Regions from separate parts of the Zea mays genome. Here region 1 is linked to region 2. Evidence: chromatin contacts called from public Hi-C data. All regions are on one chromosome and are shown on one strand. The core of a region is the stretch at or near the end of the contact, and the rest is flanking DNA. Distances in the headings are between cores, read along the strand shown. Region 1 holds the start of LOC100282761 (inositolphosphorylceramide-B C-26 hydroxylase). Region 2 holds the start of LOC100384229 (transcription factor PHYTOCHROME INTERACTING FACTOR-LIKE 13).

Region 1 (7,064 bases), core at 790-3,289, 400 kb after region 2:
GTCTTCTTTCTTCTGAATGGTCAAAAGTTCCAGATCATCGAGTCCAGTTCGAAGCATAGTGTTTAGTACTTTTGTTGCTTGTAGTATAACAAACAGTTTCTGGGCTATACCGGGAAACACAAAATTGCTGTTGCAGTAGGAGGAAACACAAGCCTGAGTGAGTCCATGGGGTGCTTATGGTGGCACCCGTGAAGAAGGTAATGCGCGGTGTTCCACCTGCAGCAATGCATCGACGACAATCTGAGGAGCAGAAGGAAAGACATGATGAGACATTGCCAACGCGAAGGTCGAAGCATTCTTACCAGTAGGTCTTGGTCTCAATGTGGAACAGGAAGCGGTGCAAAGTGTATTCGATCAGCGTCCAAATAAATATCCCAAATAGAGCCATCATAGCTACGTCCTGAACGGTATGACCCATCAGAATAGATTTCACGAGCAGGCAGCAGACAACAGGCAGCCATATAGTTGGCACAGCCCACCACTTCGTGCGAGTCAAGAACTGGACAGTCCAAGAAGTTTGTTAGTACGGTTACCAAAACCCCTAGGATACCAATGCGATGGGATATGCGTTACCTCCAGGACATCATTTCCGAAAAAGCGTGGACCCTCCTTGCTGACGATCGGTTGGTGAACCCATTCCTGGTACCGTTCCTCAAGATGGCCAACCTGCATCCACAAAATCAAGAAACAACCAGAAGATGGTTATGTGAATGCGAACCACGTGAAGCAGCTGGACATCGACTCAGAAACTCGGAAGTTTACAACTACTACATGAGATTCCGCTTTCATGATAGAATCTGCCACAATTATTGCTGAGGAGAAAGCACAGTCTAACACTAAGGCCTGGTTGCGAAAAGACCCAAAGCTGCATTAAACAAGCTCAAAAGTACATAATAACTTGTAAAGTGCGAGAGAGAATCCCATAAGCTACTTCAAAAAGGCTAAGATTCACAGCAACCATCGCAAAGGAGCAACTAAGAGCGAGGCATACCTGGAAAACAAGGGGCTTGTTGAGATCAACTGTGAACTCCTGGACAACCATCTTCCCCAGTCAGCGCTGCACGAGAGAGTCCCACATCACATACCATACCACATACAGCAGGTGAGGAAGCAAAGGCAGATTCAGAAAAGGTACAGTCTCCAAAGGCGCAGGGAGAAACTCGTAGGTGGCGATGAGCAGAACCAACTGACAATGACAGTGGTGGGGACTGGGGAGAGCCGCGCCGAACTAGCCAGCTTCAGGCCTAGACAGCAGACACGCACCACCAGTGAGGGTACCATGATTATCGCCTTTCCCCGCTTGCCCACGACGGCTTCTCCCTGATTAGGCAGTCATCGGCATGTGGCTGTGGCTCCACCACACGACAGGCAATCTTCATCTCCTTGCTTACTCGCCCACAGCCGTTGTTCGCACGGATTTGGCAACCGATACTTGACTGTGCGTCGCAACTCACAAGACTGTGCCTCTAGTGTCTACGCGCCTCTTTTTTTTTTGTTGAGTCATAATGTTTTGCAGTGAAAATGTTCGCACGAATCTGAACAGACTTCGCACAACACCATGGCACCGGATGCGACAAGAGCAGTCTCGGTCTAGATCCAAGGCATTGGGACCCTGAAACCACAGGTCCGCCGCCACCCAAGCGCCGCGGGAAAAAAAATATCTCCGGCGTCGTACATCTACGAAACTAGACCGGGCGAGCGAGCGATATTGTCCAATGCGGCCCGGCGGGGAAGCACGGCGTGATCGAGAGAAGGGAGGGAGCGGGGCCAGGGGGGCGGGGAAACTCACCGGCGGCGGCAATGGCGCGCTCTTCCCCGGGAGCGGCGGAGCCCTCCTTCTCCCCGGGCGGCGAGACAGAGAGAGAGGAGGGGCGGGCGGGCGGGCGGGCGGTCGAACGGAGAAGAGCAGCGGATGGCACTGCAGGGGCGAGCGGGGGCCGAATAAGAGGCAGGGGGGTATTCTGCCAAAAAAAGATGCCTCCAGTCTGCCGCCAGACAGATCCCCGCACGCCTGTGTGCGTGCGTTTGGAAGAATTAGCGGGGTTTTGCGAGGGTGCGTCTGTAAATGGTGGTCCGCCAAGGGCTCTCGCTCTCTCAAATGGGGGGGACGAGGCGGCGCTGGCTGCGCTGCAATGCGATGGGGACACCGGGGTGGGGTGGGACACGCCCGCCAGCTTGGCATTGGGCTGTGCCCTGCTGTGCGTGGAGCCGTGGACTCGGGATGGGGACAGCTACTGCATGGAGCAGCAAGGCTGGTGCATGGTGTTCGCTACACGTCGGTCTGAGCCCCTTCGATAGGCATAGGGGTAAGAAACGAGCGACGCTTGTGTTCCATACATATCGTTCCCAGCCACATTGATAGGTGTAAGGCTGTCTCCAGTGGTGTCCCCTAAACTTTTCCCACTAATGGGGTGTTTGGTTCTGTGGACTAAAGTTTAGCCCGGGTCACATCAAGCGTTTGACTTTCAAATAAAAGTATGAGATATAGAACCAACCAACTGTACTAGATTCGTCTCACTTTTTAATTTTCGACTGAGAAATTAGTTTTATAATCCGACTACATTTAATACCTCGAACGGAGGTTCAAACATTCGATGTGATACGAGCTAAATTTTAGCAGGGGCAAACCAAACACCCCTTAAATATTACTATACAGTCACGTCAACAAGATTCTCTCCCCTATATTCACTCATCTCGCAACCGTTCCCCCTATAAATTTCCCTATGTATCCCTCTACACATTAAATATACATTTCCACATAACTAACATAACCAACTTCATTTTTCTATTTTCTTTTTTCCTTTTCACACGTCCGAACATGTCGTAAATAAATTTTTTTAATATTTTTTTACAATTTATGTAGAACGTACTAACAAAACAAGTTAGTTAAAATTTAATTAGGAATGTCATACAAAACGTCATAATTGTGCGTCGTCAAACATTTAATCAAACATTGCGACGTCATAATTCAAACTAGCTTACGTTGCAAGCAGACCCCGAGCAATCGTACGCACGAAGCCACGGTTGGCTTCCAGTGAAAGCCACGAGCTTCCCCCACAAGCCAGAATCATCTCGCCTATATATATATACACTTTGTCTTCCTAAATGTGCCCACATCCAACACAACTTCATCTAGTTCGACATTTGTTCGGTATGTCTCATTTCCATAGGGAGATGATTCCGATTCGAGTGATAGTGACGACGACACACTTATGCTTGTCACTCTTCTTACGCTAAACATTGAGGCTAGACGCCTTCTCCGACGACGTTCCGGTATACCTCGCCGCATCATTCACAGAGATCATTTTGCTGGAGAAAACCTCATCCACCATCACTACTTCGGCCCCAACCAAGTGTATCCTCCCCACGTGTTTCGTCGAAGGTACGAAGTTCAAAAATTTCTGGATATGTTCTCACATTAACATTGTCTTCATAATCAACCTATTACATTTTATAGGTTCCGCATGAGTAGGTCTTTGTTCATCCGCATTATGGAAGGACTTCAACGGTAGGATAGTTACTTTACGCAACGGGTGGACGCAACGGGCCTGCCAGGCCTCGGACCCCTTCAAAAAGTTTGTGCGGCAATGCGGATACTTGCTTATGGGTTACCTACTGATGCCGCAGACGAGTACATTCAAATTGGCGAGTCTACCGCTAGGGAATGCCTTAATCATTTTTGTCGCGCAATCATTGCATATTTTAGTGGGTGGTATCTACGAACTCCTAATGAAGCTGACATAGCACGCATCATGCACAATAGTGAGGCTAGGGGCTTTCCAGGAATGTTGGGTTCCATAGATTGCATGCATTGGGAGTGGAGTAACTGTCCTACGGCCTGGCGTGGACAGATTTGTGGCAGAAATGGAAGACCTACGATGATACTAGAAGCGGTAGCAACGTATGATCTATGGATTTGGCATGCATTTTTTGGCATGCCTGGGACAAATAATGACGTAAACGTGCTTCACTGATCACCAGTATTTGACCCCATGACAAGCAGTCGAATGCCACCCGTCAATTACACAATCAACGGTCATCCTTACAACTTCGGATATTACCTTGTTGATGGCATTTACCCCAACTAGCCAACTTTTGTCAAAGCAATTTGACACCCATATGAGGAAAAGAAAGTATATTTCACACAAATGCAGGAAAGTTGCAGGAAGGATATTGAGCGCGCATTTGGTGTTCTTCAAGCACGGTGGGCGGTGCTACGTGGTCCAGCGTACGGTTGGGATCGCAATCGTTTAACGGAGATAATAACAGCATGCATCATCATGCACAACATGATTGTCAAAGACAAAGGTCAGTTTGCTGCAAATACAGATTTCGGAGACACCACTTCAGGTATTGAATCATCTCAACTAATTCAAGAAGGACGGTCTGAATGGGTGATCAATCACTTCGATCTTCGTCAGCAACAAAGGTCGTTGACACTACAAAATGATCTTGTCGAGCATTTGTGGGCTCGACGTGGAAGCATGTGACCTTATCGTTTCATAACTACGTAGTTGGATCTTCAATTCAATAAGTTTAATGTCGTCTGTAATGTTCTTGTTATGCTTCTTTCATTAAATAATGTAATTCTACAATTTCACATCCCGATGTCGTGTGTTCATGGACAAAGTGATTGAAATTTAGTTTCTCACACTACACAGGTACAACCTATTTGAAAGGGAAATGTGCCCTTGGGCCATTTCTAAAGTATTTTGGTGATTAAGTGCCCAACACAAATGCTTTAAGTGTTAATTTGTGCCAAAGACTCAAGAAGTGCAAATCAAGGTACAAGGTATGTTTCTAGACTTAGTACATTGATTTGAAGACTAATGTATTGTGTCCAAGTGCTAGAAACAGGAGAAAATGTTTTGGAAAAGAGTTGGCTGTGTACAGCCAAATGCAGCTCGGCCTGGGTGCACCGGACTGTCCGGTGGTGCACCGAACAGTGTCCGGTGGTGCACCAGACAGTGTCCGGTGTGCCAGGACCAGTCTTGGAGAACAGTCCGCTCTCAGGACTCGACGGCGGCGTACGACTATAAACCATCGGACTGTCCGGTGGTGCACCAGACTGTCTGGTGAGTCGTCTGCGCCAAAGTCGTCGCTCTCAGGAAACGATCAACGGCGTATGGCTAAAATTCACCGGACTGTCCGGTGGTGCACCGGACTGTCCGGTGAAGCCAATGGTCGATTGCGCCAATGGTCGGCCGCGCAATCCGCGTGCGACGTGTGGGCGAGCCAACGGTAGGTTTTTTTACTGGACTGTCCGGTGTGCACCGGATAGTGTCTGGTGTGCCAACTGTCGCAAAACTGCAACAGTCGGATGCGCCTGAAAAGGAAGGAGATTGCGCACCGGACAGCTACAGGGACTGTCCGGTGGCACATCGGACTGTCCGGTGCGCCACCTGACAGAAGGCAAGAATTGCCTTCCAAGAATGCCTCCAACGGCTCCTAGCTGCCTTGGGGCTATAGAAGGGACCCCTAGGCGCATGGAGGAGACACCTAAGCATACTTTGAGCATTCTAAATCTTTCACACTCCGTCTCCGCACACTTGATTGACTTTCTTAGTGATTTGAGCTCCGTTCTAGTGGTGAACTTGTTGCGATTCATTCGAGCTCAAGTCTTGGCTGTGTGTGTGCGTATTGTTGCGGATTTGTGTGTGTTGCTTCCCTCCCTTACTCTAGTGCTTTCACTTTGATATTTGTTGTAAGGGCGAGAGACTCCAAGTTGTGGAGATTCCTCGCAAACGGGAAAGAGTAAAAGAAAGAAAACAACTGTGGTATTCAAGTTGATCATTGGATCACTTGAGAGGGGTTGAGTGCGACCCTCGTCCATTGGGACGCCACAACGTGGAGTAGGCAAGTGTTACACTTGGCCGAACCACAGGATAACTCGTGTGTCTCTTGTGATTGCTTCTCTGTGTGATTCGCAAGAGCTCGCTCTATAACCACTTGGTTTATCATTCTAACACTTAACCAAGCTTTGTGGCTATAAGTTTTAAGTTTTTACAGGATCACCTATTCACCCCCCTCTAGGTACTCTCGATTGGTATCGGAGCCGTTCTCTTCATGAAAGGGACTAATCGGCCGAAGAGATGGATCCTAAGGGAAAGGGGATGGTGGTCAACGATAAGGAGAAGGAGTCCATCTTCAACGAGCCAAGAGACGATAAGCCCACTGACTCTGGCTCGAGTCATAAGAAGAAGGACAGGAAGAAGAAGAGGCGCATCAAGAAGATTGTCTACTACGACAGCGACGAGTCTTCTTCTTCCCAAAGAGACGACGACTATGACGAGAAAAAGAAACCGGATAACTCAAACTTTTCTTTTGATTATTCTCGTATTCCGTTTAACTCCAATGCTCATTTACTTTCAATTCCACTTGAGAAACCTCCGCACTTTGATGGAGAAGACTACTCATTTTGGAGTCACAAAATGCGTAGTCACATATTCTCTCTCCATCCAAGTATTTGGGAGATCGTTGAAAACAGAATGCTTTTTGATAGTACTGACAACCCTGTTTTCATTAATGAGCAAATTCATAAAAATGCACAAGCTACCACTGTTTTGCTAGCATCCTTGTGCAGGGACGAGTACCACAAGGTGAGCGGCTTGGATAACGCCAAGCAAATTTGGGACACCCTCAAGATCTCTCATGAGGGGAATGACCCCACCATGATCACCAAGATGGAGTTGGTGGAAGGCGAACTGGGAAGGTTCGCAATGATCAGGGGGGAGGAGCCAACACAAACGTACAACAGGCTCAAGACCCTGGTCAACAAGATTAGGAGCTATGGAAGCACAAGATGGACGGACCACGACGTCGTCCGACTTATGCTCAGATCCTTCACCATACTTGATCCTCATCTTCTAAACTCTATCCATGAAAATCCTAGGTACACCAAGATGACGCCCGAGGAAATACTCGGAAAGTTTGTAAGCGGGCGTATGATGATCAAGGAAGCAAGATACGTTGATGAGGCATTGAATGGCCAAATACCCATCTACGAGCCTCAAGCGGTTGCTCTCAAAGCAACAAGTAGCAGGGAGGCGCTACCTAGCAAGGTG
Region 2 (6,972 bases), core at 3,357-5,856:
CCGCCTGCGCTTCGGCACGTGCTCGCGCAAGAGTCTCCTTGTCACCGAGGGTTAGGCCGGCCCGTCTAACGGTGCCGAGCATTTGCTGGAAGACGATAGTTATGTTCATAAATGCTTAGGATTTACGAACACCAAGATTGGTTTCGTGGTGTAGTTGGTTATCACGTCAGTCTAACACACTGAAGGTCTCCGGTTCGAACCCGGGCGAAGCCAATTTTTTATATTTTGTCGTTGTTTCCTTTTTTTTTTTTTTTTTGCTGCTGCTAGTTTTGTTCTGTCATGCAAAGAACCGTACCTCTCAGATAAGTCCTAAACTAAAGGGGAGATGAAGATGCAGACAACATTGTCCCATGAACTCTATCCAAACTCTAGCCTAGTCTAGCTATAGAACACACAGCATCAAATAAACTCAATGCAGACATCGACATCGAAGCCTCCAACCGGCACCGGAAGCTTACCATGTGCTGCTCATCGCTTCCCTTTGTTATTACTCAGACAGTAAAGGCATCAATTCAATTGTTATTACCACACGTCCACGCTACATGTTCCGGTGAAACAATTACCCTCCAAAAATGTATAGTAGCAATTCCAACCAGGCACATGGACAAAGCGCCAAGCAGCAGGGGAGCAAGGAGGAAGTACAGTACAGGGGGGGTCCAAATCCAATCCAAATGCGGTAGACAGAAAACCGCAGGAGATATGAGCATCTGATCCTATCATCACCGGCTGCCCACAGCATGTGCTGATAGGGCCGTGAGTGTAACATGCACTCTGAATGCTGTAAGCCTGTAACATCATGGAAAAAGCCTGGAGAGGGAACCCCCCCCTCCTCCTCCAGTCTGAAGATGAGAGGCTGGCATATCTTGCAACGAGCCCAGCCCAGGGCTCCACACAGATTCTCGCGGCTGCTGCCAGCCACAAGAACGCCAGGAGGATGCCGAACCGTTGCCCGTGGAGCATGTGCCCACAAGTCCACGTCCTGTGAAGATGCAATCAAGCCGGCAGTGTGATGGACTGTCTGGCGAGCTCATCTCCTGCAAGACCAAACCTTTCCACAAGCAGGAAATGGTGTTAGCGACTTATGTACTTAGATAGGATCATTGTCGTGACCTACAAATAGGAGCAGGCAGAAAGACAGGATTGATTAATATATGATATGCGATATAAATATGCACTTCGGATTCATAAGCTTGTTATCCATTCTGTCTGCAGGTAGGACGGGCCTGCTGGCTGGATTTTCGTCAGTTGACAACAAACATTTCGACACTCCCTTTTTTCATTAGTATAACAGTATTCGAAGGAAAAATGTTTCCACAGTACCTTACGACATCCTAGGAATTGACTGCTGATTGAATATTGCTTGCTGTACAGATCAGTACATACAGTAGGACAGGAGTCGGAGTTGGCATCTCAGGGGAGAGGGGTTGCTATCTACCTGCAACTCTGCATTTACATGTAGATGTAGCATTCGTGTCCAGACAAGCATTGCCATATTGATGTAGATACACTGCAGCGCAGCGCAGCTACAGAGATGCCATCCGCTCCTCATCACGTCAGTATTTTCAGCGGTTCCCAGAAAAAGAAAGACCCTTTCTTGATCCTGTAAGTGTCAAGAAAAGGATGGTTAAACCGACTGGCCTTGGCATTATCTACTCCTTTCCTGATATGTACAAAACTGTCAGTTCAATCTCAAGGAATGGATCCACCCGTTAAAAAAAACTCACAGGTTGTGCTTTGTTTCGTATAATACTCACCCATTCAATTCTCTCTTGAACGCTGTACTGCAGTCTGCACAGCAGTATGCAGCTGAGTTCTTCCGTAGATAGAATACGGCGGTAGACAGGCTGTTATCTTGTAACCTATACAAGACTCCTGATAATAACTCTAGAACTAAGCTTACATGTCAAAGAATATGCTTCTGACACTTCTGTACAGATATACAGCTCAAGGCATGATTTTGGTCACTCTAAACTCTATGTAAAGTTGGTGGTTGCCCTGCCTTAGAAGTTGGTATAACAGTACTAGCTGCCACTTCCAGTATCTTATTGTGTTCTTCGGCTTGTGCTATTTGATGTCCATGAACATGGGGTCCTGGTCCTGGTACCTGCAGAACAATTGACAGCTTATTTAGTTAATCAGCTAGAAATAAAAAGGTTGAAATGTCCCTGAAGTCCACAGCATCTGGGTCATCATACTATGGTCGTACCTGAGGTACCACTGCTGCTCGCCCGCCATCTAGGTGAAGCAAGTGGCTACTTGCATCCCTGAGGTGACCGATTTGCACCTGGTTCGCGGCGTTCAGTGGATTCATTAGATTCATAGCTGGAGACGAGTTCAGATGGATATGGTTTGGCAGGGTGTGGTTCATGTATGGTAATCTTGGCATCTGACTTAGGCCCTGTGCTGCAGGGATGCAACCTGGATTCATTCCTAGAGCCATCTGTGGAATGAATTGGTGAACACCAGGAAACATCATTGGCGCCATCCCAGAAGTCATCCACATGATCTGAAACATATCTATTACTTAGTTTCATTCGGTACCAGCAAATGATCTTGTATGGGATCATGTAAGTTCAGGACTTCAGGTAGGAGTAGCTGCTAACCTGAACTTGCATTTGGAGGGACTTCAGATACTCAATCGTCTCGTCTAATATCGACGCTTTGTCAGTCTGAAAACAATTGGAGCTGATAAAGTAAGAAAAAGGTCGGCGAAAAACAAAATAAACATACTGACAATGATAAAGGACACAGCATGTTAACACTCACCCAACAGAATGTCATTATTCAAGGGACTTGCACCTGACAAGAAAAGATGCATAATATGTATTAATAATATACCTTGTTGCAATGCGGGATGAGCTCTTGCAATGCGCGCATCTTTTCATTGATCCGGTCCCTTCTTCTCTACATCAGCAGCAGTCACCAGTCAATATTGCTGTAAGAACAATTTACCAACGAGCTGCCTTCCTGAAAACAGGCTTTGGTTGCTAGCACAATCTGATTCTGATCTCACCCTCTCTGAAAGATTGTGAACTTCAGCTGCACGAGTCCGGCGTTTCGTCCCATATCGCCTTGATGGTTTCGTTTCCTCACTTGCCTCCTCACACTCGGCATCCTGCAATTTCCTCGTCAATTATATTCCACTCTAGCATCCCTATTTCCAAAAATGATGAACAGAGTAGACCAAGAAACACCTCACTCGGACTATCTGAGTCGTCTCTACACCTCCCCTTCCTCTTCTGTACATGGACGCTGTCACTGGGCAGCCCGAATCCCCCATAGTTGCTTCCAGACCCGCCGGATGACGATGTGCCGTCGTGCGCGCCGGTATTGCTCGGCAACTCCGACTGCAATGCCGCGTCCTTCCCCCTGATCCTTGCCGGCGTCCTGAGCACCTGGTTGCTTCCGCAGAAGGTCGAGCAGATGTCGCCAGCCCAGCTCGACTCGACGCCGCTGCTCCCAACGGGCGGCGAAGGCGAAGGCTGCGAGGTAGGGCCCGGGAGCGTGCCCTCGTGCTGCGGGGCGGCGTCGGCGATGGTGCTGTACCAGAGCTGCGTGTACAGGTCCTTCTCCAGCGCGTCGTCGAGGGTGTCCGGGAACCACGCGGCGGTCTCTTCGCCGGTGAGGCCGCTGGTGCCCGGGCGGTCGGGGTCGTAGGTGGGCGCCGGCCTCTGGTGCGCCTGGGGCTGCGCGACGACGCTCCCGTTGTGCCACAGCAGCTCCACGAGGTCGTCGTCCGCGCTGCAGTGCGGGCGCCATTGGAGGGAGCAGGCGCAATCGATCAGTGGAAATGAAAGGAGAGTTCTTTTGGTGGGGCTGGGGGAGACTGGCGAAACAGAATCCTTACACGACGGGCTTCTTCTGATTCGTTGCCGCCGACCTCGCATTGCCGTCCATCTCGTCAGGACTTCGACTCGAGTGCCCGGAGAACAACGTCTTCTCTCCTGCAAAAGGAGAGCAGGCCCGTGGCAAGAACAGCAGGCGTCAACGAACTAACTAACCCAAGAGAAGAAACTTCTCCGTCGAAGCAGAACCGCAACAGGAGGAGGAGGAGAAAGGGAAGAAAAAAAGATAGACAAGAAAGAAAGGGGACGAGAAGAGAAGCTACCCCTTCTATCGGAATATCGGATAGAAAGAAAGAGAAATCTTTTTACTAGTGGTACTGCTGATGAATACTGATAGTGAGCTGACGTCTACCGTCTAGTACCTGATTCTGAACGGAGTACTGCTGCGTGCTGCTGCTGCCTCGCCCGAGCAGAGCTACCTTGCGAGTCGTCGCCTCCGTCCGTCCTTGGCGCCTTGCAAGCTGCAAACAGGAGCAGGCTCAGGGAGCTTTTATGAGGCAGCTCTGTAGCAGCACGGCATGAGAGCACACAAGTCGGAGCGCTCGTACACTGGGTGGCTGCAGCCGCTGTCCCGTTTACTTCGCTCTCTCGAGAAAGGAGAGAGGCCGTGCGCGGGGTGGCGGGTGTGGGGAATTTTCGCGTGGATTTTTTTCCCGGGAAATAATAACGGGGAGTGCGATGGGATGGGAGGTGGACGCGATTTTTGCAGCTGCGATTTTGATGGCGGAGGCGGACAAGCGTTGGCATCTTTGTCGGATCCCCTTGGCGTGGGATAAATGTCGGCCCTCGTAATTGGCAGCTTGGAAGAACGAATGGATCATGCTCATGGATGCATCGCTTCTCCTCTGCTTCTGCTGCCGCGAGCTCCTTCGGATTGCGTAACTGAGTTTCTTTTGCTCCTCTTCGACTGAGGCACTACTGTGATTTCTTTTCTTTTCTCTTGTTGTTCTGCAACAAGATTCCTAGGTAAATTATCTGTTACATACCGGAGCATAAAAGAGTAACCTTTTGGATGGCTAAGAGTGTATATGAACGATCCTGCCATAAGAATTCCAAAGATTTGGATCATTAGTCCGAAATTTCAGAAGAGACAAAGCACAACATTTTTTTCTTCTTGCTACAGGGATGTAGTTGGGCAGTAGGCTGCAAGAACATTCCGACATTTGGTGCCTGATTGGTACCAATACCATGTGTTCTAAATCATATGAACTTTATCCTAAAAATACTCTGTTAGATAAATAGGTATTTCAGTTTTAATTTAATCCAGAAAACAGAGTGACGTACGTAACGACATGTATGTACATATGTGTATCACTACTCACATAAGCAGTAAAAAATAGTAAAATATGCACAATTACTAAGAATAGAATGTACCCTGCGGAGGGACCGATGCTCAAGGCGTCAGTGACTCCATTCACACGAGACATCTCGTGTGTCTTGTGTGTATGTTCGATGTAGTCGTACGCAGTCGATGCAGCCAGATGTACGCAGTGCAGTCCCTCGAACGGCGCCGGCGACGAGAAACCTGATCAGCGCTGGTCGAGCGGACAAAGCGAGCAGTCGCGAGTACGCTCCCCAAAAACCTGATCGTCCGCACACCCGTGTAAGTGTAGCTCTGCGGACGGCGATTTTGGAGGCCTGCTTCCTCCACACTTTCTGTGCTCGCAGAAGGTGGGACGGGAATGGCTGTTTGCAACACGTCTGAGACTGTTCGTACGTGCTGTAACCAGAAGCAGCCCCATCTCCTCCGTATATGTACACACGTAGAGGGAGGCGAACGGACACTAACGATCGCCATCAGAGCTACCGCATCAGTGACGTCCGCTACTAGCCATAATACAGGAAACAAACAGTAACGAATGACAGTAATGGACGATCATCACTTCAGGCAAAATGCACAACCGTTAGAACGAATACTCGGACCAAGGTCTGATCTACCAGGTCACGACCATGCGGCCTCGGCTACAGCCCAGCCGGCGGCGCGTGTGCGTGTGACAATCCTTCATCTTTATCTCATCTTCTCAATAGATGCATCAATGGTCCACCTATTTAAGTTGATTGAATTGTCTCTTAAACTTCCGATATGATACTAAAGTACTAGTACACCACACTGTAACATTAAATTGTGCCTTTAGTATTGACTATTATTGAATATTAATTTGAGCCAGATCCACATTAATTCAACAGACTCTATCCTAATCCTAAAAAAGAAATCTCTTGGTTTGTTAATATGCGAATTATTATCAAACTACCTTAGCGAAGCTATATATACGTGGGTCCTTATGTTGTAATCAATGATATTCGAATAAAAAAAAAAGAGTCTCGTTATATTGTGAGGATATGTTCTTTGACCGTTAATGTTTAAGTCATGTGATTTTAGTTATGAATTATGTATTTTCATTATTATATTTGAGTTATTATGACAGAACCTCCCAAGGTATTAGGCCCACCTACAGTTGTCCTTGTCCTAAGGACTTCGGACAACCCTGTAGGTGCACATAATCACTCGACAAGTTTGGTAACATGTATTCTCATCATTTCGTCTAAGAGCGCTTCACCCGTCACGCAGATATCACAAAACCGGAGTAAAGAAATAAAGAAATAGTGAAAGCGGATTACAATAACATAATTTACATTAACAAAATACAGAGAGAGTGGTACTTATTACAATACCAGAGTACTAGGAGTGCATAAAGTAGACCAGGGAGGCAAAACACCCTCCCGTACAAATGTTTAGTGTTTTCAAATCGGGAGGTCAACATCCTCCCGCGCACACGATCACTGCTTGGGCTCCTCCTTGGGTATCACCTTTGAGCAGAAACAGCAGAACTCCGCTGTTTCCTCACCTACAACAACATGTGTTCGAAAACCCTTAGTACGAAGTATACTTTAGCAAGTCTTACCCGACAAAAGAAAAAGACTCTCCAGGATATGCTGGCTTGAGGGAGTCAAGGTAAGTGAAAGGGAATTAGGCTTACACCTAGTTCCTAAATAATTTTGGTGGTTGAATTGCCCAACACAAATATTAGACTAACTAGTTTGCTCTAGTGTGTAAGTTATACAGGTGCAAAAGGTTCACACTTAGCCAATAAAAAGACCAAGTATTGGGTTCAAATAAAGGAGCAAA

What was found. Hi-C and Micro-C count contacts between places; a contact is called where the count stands out from the background.
Region 1: a contact with region 2 is called in a Hi-C map of leaf, with 7 times the contacts expected there. The contact joins the promoter of LOC100282761 here to the promoter of LOC100384229 in region 2. A contact is called at or near these places in 2 of 25 Hi-C or Micro-C datasets (both in leaf).

What each region holds. Positions count from the first base shown.
Region 1 is chr1:290,806,968-290,814,031 of Zm-B73-REFERENCE-NAM-5.0, forward strand. It overlaps LOC100282761 (inositolphosphorylceramide-B C-26 hydroxylase), which reads right to left and starts at 2,040. Exons shown (of 7, transcript NM_001155667.2): 1 at 1,790-2,040; 2 at 992-1,057; 3 at 574-666; 4 at 303-499; 5 at 111-216. The coding sequence starts at 1,042.
Region 2 is chr1:290,408,088-290,415,059 of Zm-B73-REFERENCE-NAM-5.0, forward strand. It overlaps LOC100384229 (transcription factor PHYTOCHROME INTERACTING FACTOR-LIKE 13), which reads right to left and starts at 4,607. Exons shown (of 9, transcript XM_020546985.1): 1 at 4,208-4,607; 2 at 3,848-3,944; 3 at 3,195-3,741; 4 at 3,014-3,115; 5 at 2,839-2,904; 6 at 2,604-2,669; 7 at 2,207-2,506; 8 at 1,755-2,104; 9 at 500-1,660. The coding sequence starts at 4,592. The coding sequence ends at 1,967. It overlaps TRNAV-AAC (transfer RNA valine (anticodon AAC)), which reads left to right and starts at 140; the gene lies at 140-213.